Linked DNA regions of Mus musculus: region 1 is linked to region 2. Evidence: chromatin contacts called from public Hi-C data. All regions are on one chromosome and are shown on one strand. Each heading gives the region's core, a stretch centred on a gene start, on an enhancer-like site or on the middle of the called end of the contact. The rest is flanking DNA. Distances are from core to core; before and after follow the strand shown. Region 1 has its middle 21 kb from the start of Gm46887. Region 2 holds the start of Snapc3 (small nuclear RNA activating complex, polypeptide 3).

Region 1 (2,928 bases), core at 197-2,696, 210 kb before region 2:
GGGAGGAGAAGCCAACTCCTGCAAGTGGCCCTCTGACCTCCACATGGGTGTCATTGTATGTACCTGCTACCTTCTCCACATGCTTGTACAATAAATAAGTAAATGTAGTTTAAAACTTTTTAAAATAATAAAATAATCTTATTTTATTTTGTCTCATTCAAAATTGACACTGTCAAAATTCATTCGGTAATGACTTTTGTCTCAGGAGTAAAATTCAGGATGTAAGCCTTCAGAAGTGAGTACCACACCAAAAATGTAAGAGACTTAATCGAACTGTTATGATATGTACTGCTTTAAAATGAATTTTTCATTCTACTTCATGATTTATATACAAAATGTTATGTTATGTATTCAAGCTTAGTTTCAATCTTTTCATAATCACCCATAAAAATGGTAACCAGATAAGGAAAAGATAAGATTTAGCTTTCCTGAAAGAAATGTGGTAAGATCAACAATTGTCCAAATTCATTAAGGGAGAGGAGGAAGAACCAGAGTGGATGGGTTGTGTGTCACCTGCTGTGGCGCTTGTCCATCCATTCTACTGATGAGCAAGGAGTCTAGCTAGCAAACTTGCACAGGGATGCAGGTGTGTAAGGAAGATGCACACAGACTGGAATGGAGCAAATCGGTTGAGAATTTTCTATGGATCAGAAGTGTAGGGATGAGTTGAATAAAACTGGACACCATGGCAAAGACACAGCACTTTGTTCCTGCAGTGTTCCTGGGAGGACTGAACAAATTAATGAGCCCTGTATGCCTACCACTGGACCAAAGCCATCTCAATAGGATGGTGGCCAGCCTGCTCCCCAAATTATCCTTCCCCCTACATAATCCCAGTAGGATAGGCTCTTTACTCTTTCAAAGATCATGGCTCCCAGAAAAAAACATCATGATTATTTATTTAGAATCTGTTTTGGAAATAGAAAACTAAAGAGGCGAGAAGGAGGGAGCAGCACGGCTTCAAAAGCTTCCTTTCTGTGGGACATTCAGCTGCACCTGAGGCAAACAAAACCAGAGCCTCCCCTTTGCCCACAGAGCCCTGGAGACCAGGGTACCCACCTGGGGAGCCGCGGCACTCCTTTGCAGTGGGAATACAACAATTAATGTAGTGATACGCGGAATTTGAATAGAATATAAATTGTGCTGAATCTCACATATGGTGTCCTAAAAATGTCCAAAATGATGTCAGCCGAAGGGAGGGGGAGGAGGGGTGCTGCAATTAGATGTATGAGGAAGAGGCAGTTGAGAAAACAGATTAATGATGCCTTTGACACAATCAGCCTGAGAGGAATACTGGTTTCCATGGCAACCAAACCACTTAACCTAAATTAACAAAGCTGTTAAGAAAGAAAAACTTAAAAGATGAGGAGGGGAAAAGCCAAAGGAGTCTCTTTGGGGAAATTAAATGGCCTGTCCCATCCTCACCTGATAGAGGGGTGTGTATTAACTAGGGTGTCCGCAGGGTGTGGATTTTCTTACACTCTCTGGTTCCCAGTAATTAGTGTTCAAAAGCAGTCCAAGGATGTTGAGAAATTGTGGCTAATTAGCACAGATTTCCGATAGAACAGCCTGATTATCCTGATTCAGCCTGAGCTAGGCAGCAAGGATGAGAGAGAGAGAGAGAGAGAGAGAGAGAGAGAGAGAGAGAGAGAGAGAGAGAAAAGGCCGAGTCTTGCTTGCCTTAAACTCTGTGAAGATGTTCCCACACGCCATTGCTGCAGCATCTGCCCAGAAGCCCCATGCTCAGAATTAACCCAGGTCAGACAAGATGCTGACTGACATTTTATATGCTGCATAGAATGATATGGGCTATTCATTCACACTGAGGTAGTGCCAAAACAAGATAATAAATGATTACTTGTGGATAAAGTAATGTTCCATATGTAAGAAAGGAATTGTGTCTTCCTGGGTCAGATTTAGTATACAGTTAAGTTTCCCTGTGACTGGGATGTGTTTGCAATGACATACACCCAAATGTGCATGGATTGAGGAAGGCAGGAAGCAGTTGTTACAAGCTTGTAATAAAGCATCGACTCTAGCATTGTGCCTTCACTGTCTCCTGAGCCTGAAAACCAGGGAAATGGATAGAGGATGCCTGTTGACTTCATATTCATTGCTTCTACTAAAAATACGTCTGCTTACAGATACTGTGCTATCAACTCAAGTGAGAAAAGGTAAGAGCCCTGCTTACACCACTCAGCATCTCATAGGTCATGCAGCCTCCTGGTTTCATGAGATAAAGTGTAAGTACCACATGACAACAGTAAATCATGCTAAGCCCTTGTTAGTGTATTATACATTAGGAAGAACTAAAAACACAGTAGGGTTTTCAAAGCTAACATTCAAGCTTCCCTATCAGGTTCAATTTTAGTAATTAAACTGAAAGGTGGGAAGCGTACACATTGGTGTTGTTTTATGGTTTTTATTTCTCTGTGTATGTGTGGGTGGGTGTGTATGTGTGCATGCACGTTGCTTCGCTGTGGGACAGAGCATGTGCCTGTGATGGCCAGAGGCTGATGCTGGGTTTGTCCACAGTCTTCTCACCTTGTTCTTGTTTGTCATGGCTCTTTTCCCTCTCTTCTTTCACCGTTTCATATATATGTTGTACTTTGATCCTATATATGATCATATATATGTTGTACTTTGATCCCACTACCCTCTCTTCCTCCATCTTTCTGAACTCCTATTTTTCAACAAGACCTTTCTATTTTCATGTCACACACCTGTGCATGCATGTGTGCATGTGTTCATGTGTGTGTGTGTGTGTGTGCGCGCGCGCACGCGCGCGCATGCCCATGCATCCGTGCGTGCATGTGTCTCCCATTGCATTTAATTATGTTTATTTACATACCTTGCATTCAGGATTATTTCCTTAAGCAAGGGCAACTTATTTACTTGAAGCTGCACCAGAGAAGAAAACACCTACCT
Region 2 (3,226 bases), core at 699-3,198:
AAGGAAGGAAGGAAGGAAGAAAGAGAGAGAGGTGTAAAAAACGAGGACATGACAGCTCCAAAGAGATGGTTAAAAAAGAAGGCTTTCATTGTAGATTTGACGAACAGTACAGCAGAGGCACTGTAAAGAGTCCGAGCAGGAAGAGAAAGCAGTAAACATGAAAAAAGGGTAGGTTGTGAGTGAATGTGGGTGCTGAGAACTAAACCACGGTCCTCTGGAATTGCAGCAAGTATTCTCAACCACTGAGCCATCTTTCAACCCCTTGTTTTGTTTTAGTTGAACTGTTAACTCGGCATTTTTCTTTTTTCTTGTATCAGCTCTTGCCCCTGGGTTCCTGCTCTGCTGGAGTCTTGTCCTGACTTCCTTTGCTGATGGCCTGTGATATGGAAGCCAAGTTGCTTTGGTCATGGTGTTTTGCCCATATTGTCTGTGCACTATTGCATGCCTGGTACCCAAAGAGGTCAGAAGAGGCCCTGGAACTGGAGTTATAGACCACTGAGAACTGCCACACGGGTGCTGGGAACCGAACCCAGGTCCTCTGGAAGAGAAGCTGAAGCTCTTTAGCCACTGAGAGACATCTCTCCAGTCCTGCTTGTTGTTTAGGAGACAGGAATTCCTGTATCCCAGGCTTGCTTCAAACTCCCTCTGAAGGTGATTATGACCTTGAACTTCTGGTCCTCCTGCCTCTCCCTTGCAAGTGCTGGGATTATTGATCCCAGGACTTCATGCATGTGAGCCAAGTATTTTATCAGTTGAGCTGCAGCCCAGTCCATCCAATGAGTTTCAATAAATAAAATATATAATATCCATGCAATACAATTAAATTCAACCAAAAAGGGGGGGGGGATGAAGTACTGAAATTTGCTGCAAAGTAAAAATATTGTACAATATTATAGAAACCTATTGTAAAGGTCATATATGATTACATTTATATTACATGTAGAAAATAAACTGGGTGTGGTGGGACATACCTTTAATCCCAGGACTCAGGAGGCAGAAGCGGCTGTGAATTCAAGGCTAGACTGTTCTACGTAGTGATATCCTATTTCAAAAAGCCCAGATAGCAAACCTTTACAGACGTAAAGCCTGAAAAGTGTTGGCTAAAGTTGGAAGGATTGGGAGTCATAACTAAAAGCAACCTTTTCACGAGTGGTGAAAATGTTCTTAAACTAATGGTTGCCCCATTGTGAATATACTAAAAGCCACTAAAGGAATAGTTCCAATGGCTGAATTATACAACATGTGTCACAGGACAATCATACAAGCCAGGGATTGTTCAGCACACCCTGCTATGATATTTGGAACAGCTGAGCGATGGCCAAGCTTCAGAAACATCTAGGCTCACTGGGTTTCAAGCTACTTCCATTTCCTAGTTTACCGGTTTACTCCTTTAACAATCACATTCGGCTCTCTCCCCGGAAAAGTGGTGACTTTTCAAAATATATACATATGGCTAAGAATGAATTTGTGTGTTGCATAGCCGACGTTCGATAAGCTCTATCGTGCAGGTAGGTATACAAAGGCACGCATACAAACACACACCGTGCCTTTCAGAAGATTCTGGACGAACCAGTCTCAGTGCCCCTTGTCCTTCAGGATTCTCTCTAGGATAGGAGGAACCGCAGAGCAGCTCGCAAAACCAGTGGACAAAAGTCCCGCCCCTACGAACCAGATTTGAGAAAACTATGAGATGGGGACCCAATGATTGAGTCTTTAGGTAATTGTGGGTCCCAATACCAGATCAGCTCGGAACACAGCGAGCCGCACAGCCCTCGGACAAGTCCAGAGAACAATGCATCCAGCCCGGCCCACAGCGACCGAGCCGCGCCCAGGCGGTAGCCAGCCTGCTGGGAAATGTAGTTTCTGAAGCACAGCTCGCGCAACCGCCCGCCACCCCGGAGCTCTGCAAAACTACAAATCCCGTCACGCCCCGCGACGCCCTCTCGCCAGCTTTTGCCGGAAGGGATCGTGGCTGACATGGCGGAGGACCTGCAGGGCGGCGGTGCGGGTGGCCCACAGCACCCAGTCCCCAGTGCGAGCCACAGCAGCTTTCCGGAATACGAGCTTCCCGAGTTGCACACGCGCGTGTTCCATGTGGGCTCCTTTGGGGAGCTATGGCGTGGCCGGCTAGGGGCCCAGGATTTGTCGCTGAGCGAACCGCAGGCAGCCGAGCAGCCGACCGACGGAGGGGCATCCAACGACGGCTTTGAGGATGCTGCAGTAGCCAGCGATCTGGGCTGCAGTCTGGAGGCAGCAGCAGAGCTGAGGGTCGTGTGCGGGTGAGTGTGCGGCTTCGGGGTTTTGCGTGGATCCCGCAGGGCTCAGCCTCGTCCCTGCGCTTCTCGGAGACCCTTAACCTTCGTCCCCCTAAACCCTTTCCGGAAGGCCGGAAGAGATCCTTGGGTCCAAAAGCACTTTCCTGAGGGGTGGATCCAGTAACGGGACACTACAAATGCACGAAAGACTTCTATTCTTGATCTTTAAAGTGCTTGTTGAAGTAACAGCGGTATATATCTGTCATTGATATTTGGACAATGGAAGTACCTGAGGATGGAGGAGACTTAAACAGAGCCGGGTTGAAACCTTTATTAACCGTGGTTTCTAGCGGTCCTCATGAAAATGTTATTACTAAAATTTCCCTAAAAGTTTCTTACCTGGAAATAGAAATACAAAAACTAACTTGTAGCGGTCCTTCTCCTTTTGACAGTACTGGCTGTCCTCAAATGAACATACACCCTTTTCGGTATAACACTGGCACAAAAACCATTGTCTTGAATTCTGGCCTCTTTTGAGCTGCCTGCTGGATTTCATAAGACTTAATTATTCAATGATGTATTTAGGACAAGCTCTGACCCGCTGTTGAAAAATGCATGGCTGATCATAAATCGTTGCTTTTCCTTTCTCCCTTTCCCAACCTCCCTTTCTCTAAGCCTTGATAAACTGAGATGCCTCGGGGAAGATGAAGACCCGGAAGTCATCCCAGAGAACACTGACCTAGTGACTTTATGGTATGAGTTTTGTTTTGTTATATGCTATTTGTTTTGGTGCTGGAGATGAAACACGACCTACCACTAAACTACAGTTAGTCTTTCTGCTGTTTATCTGAACACTCTGAATGTTTTACTCCACCACTTAAAATTCAACCATTAGTTTGGTGTCCTGGCTTTTGGCTGTAATCCCAGCCCTCGGGAGGCTGAGTCAAAACTGATGTAAGTTAGAGGTTAGC

The links. A called contact is a pair of places that touch in the nucleus more often than the background predicts.
Region 1: a contact with region 2 is called in a Hi-C map of cortical neurons, with 2.0 times the contacts expected there. The contact joins the enhancer-like site here to the promoter of Snapc3 in region 2. A contact is called at or near these places in 5 of 39 promoter capture datasets (the 3T3-L1 cell line, the C10 cell line, embryonic stem cells and 2 more), 3 of 484 Hi-C or Micro-C datasets (cerebellum, cortical neurons and embryonic stem cells) and 7 of 115 datasets of contacts at active chromatin or transcription factors (CD8 T cells, bone marrow-derived macrophages and embryonic stem cells).

The regions. Positions count from the first base shown.
Region 1 is chr4:83,205,860-83,208,787 of GRCm38.p6, forward strand. No RefSeq gene overlaps it. Among named protein-coding and RNA genes, the nearest start is that of Gm46887, 21 kb to the left of the region's middle. Within about 2 kb of position 1,447, at least 27 of the 459 cell types and tissues checked have an H3K27ac peak or open chromatin away from gene starts, as enhancers often do. A contact at or near this core is called in cerebellum and cortical neurons, where this site is marked.
Region 2 is chr4:83,415,776-83,419,001 of GRCm38.p6, forward strand. It overlaps Snapc3 (small nuclear RNA activating complex, polypeptide 3), which reads left to right and starts at 1,949. Exons shown (of 9, transcript NM_029949.4): 1 at 1,949-2,279; 2 at 2,931-3,008. The coding sequence starts at 1,978.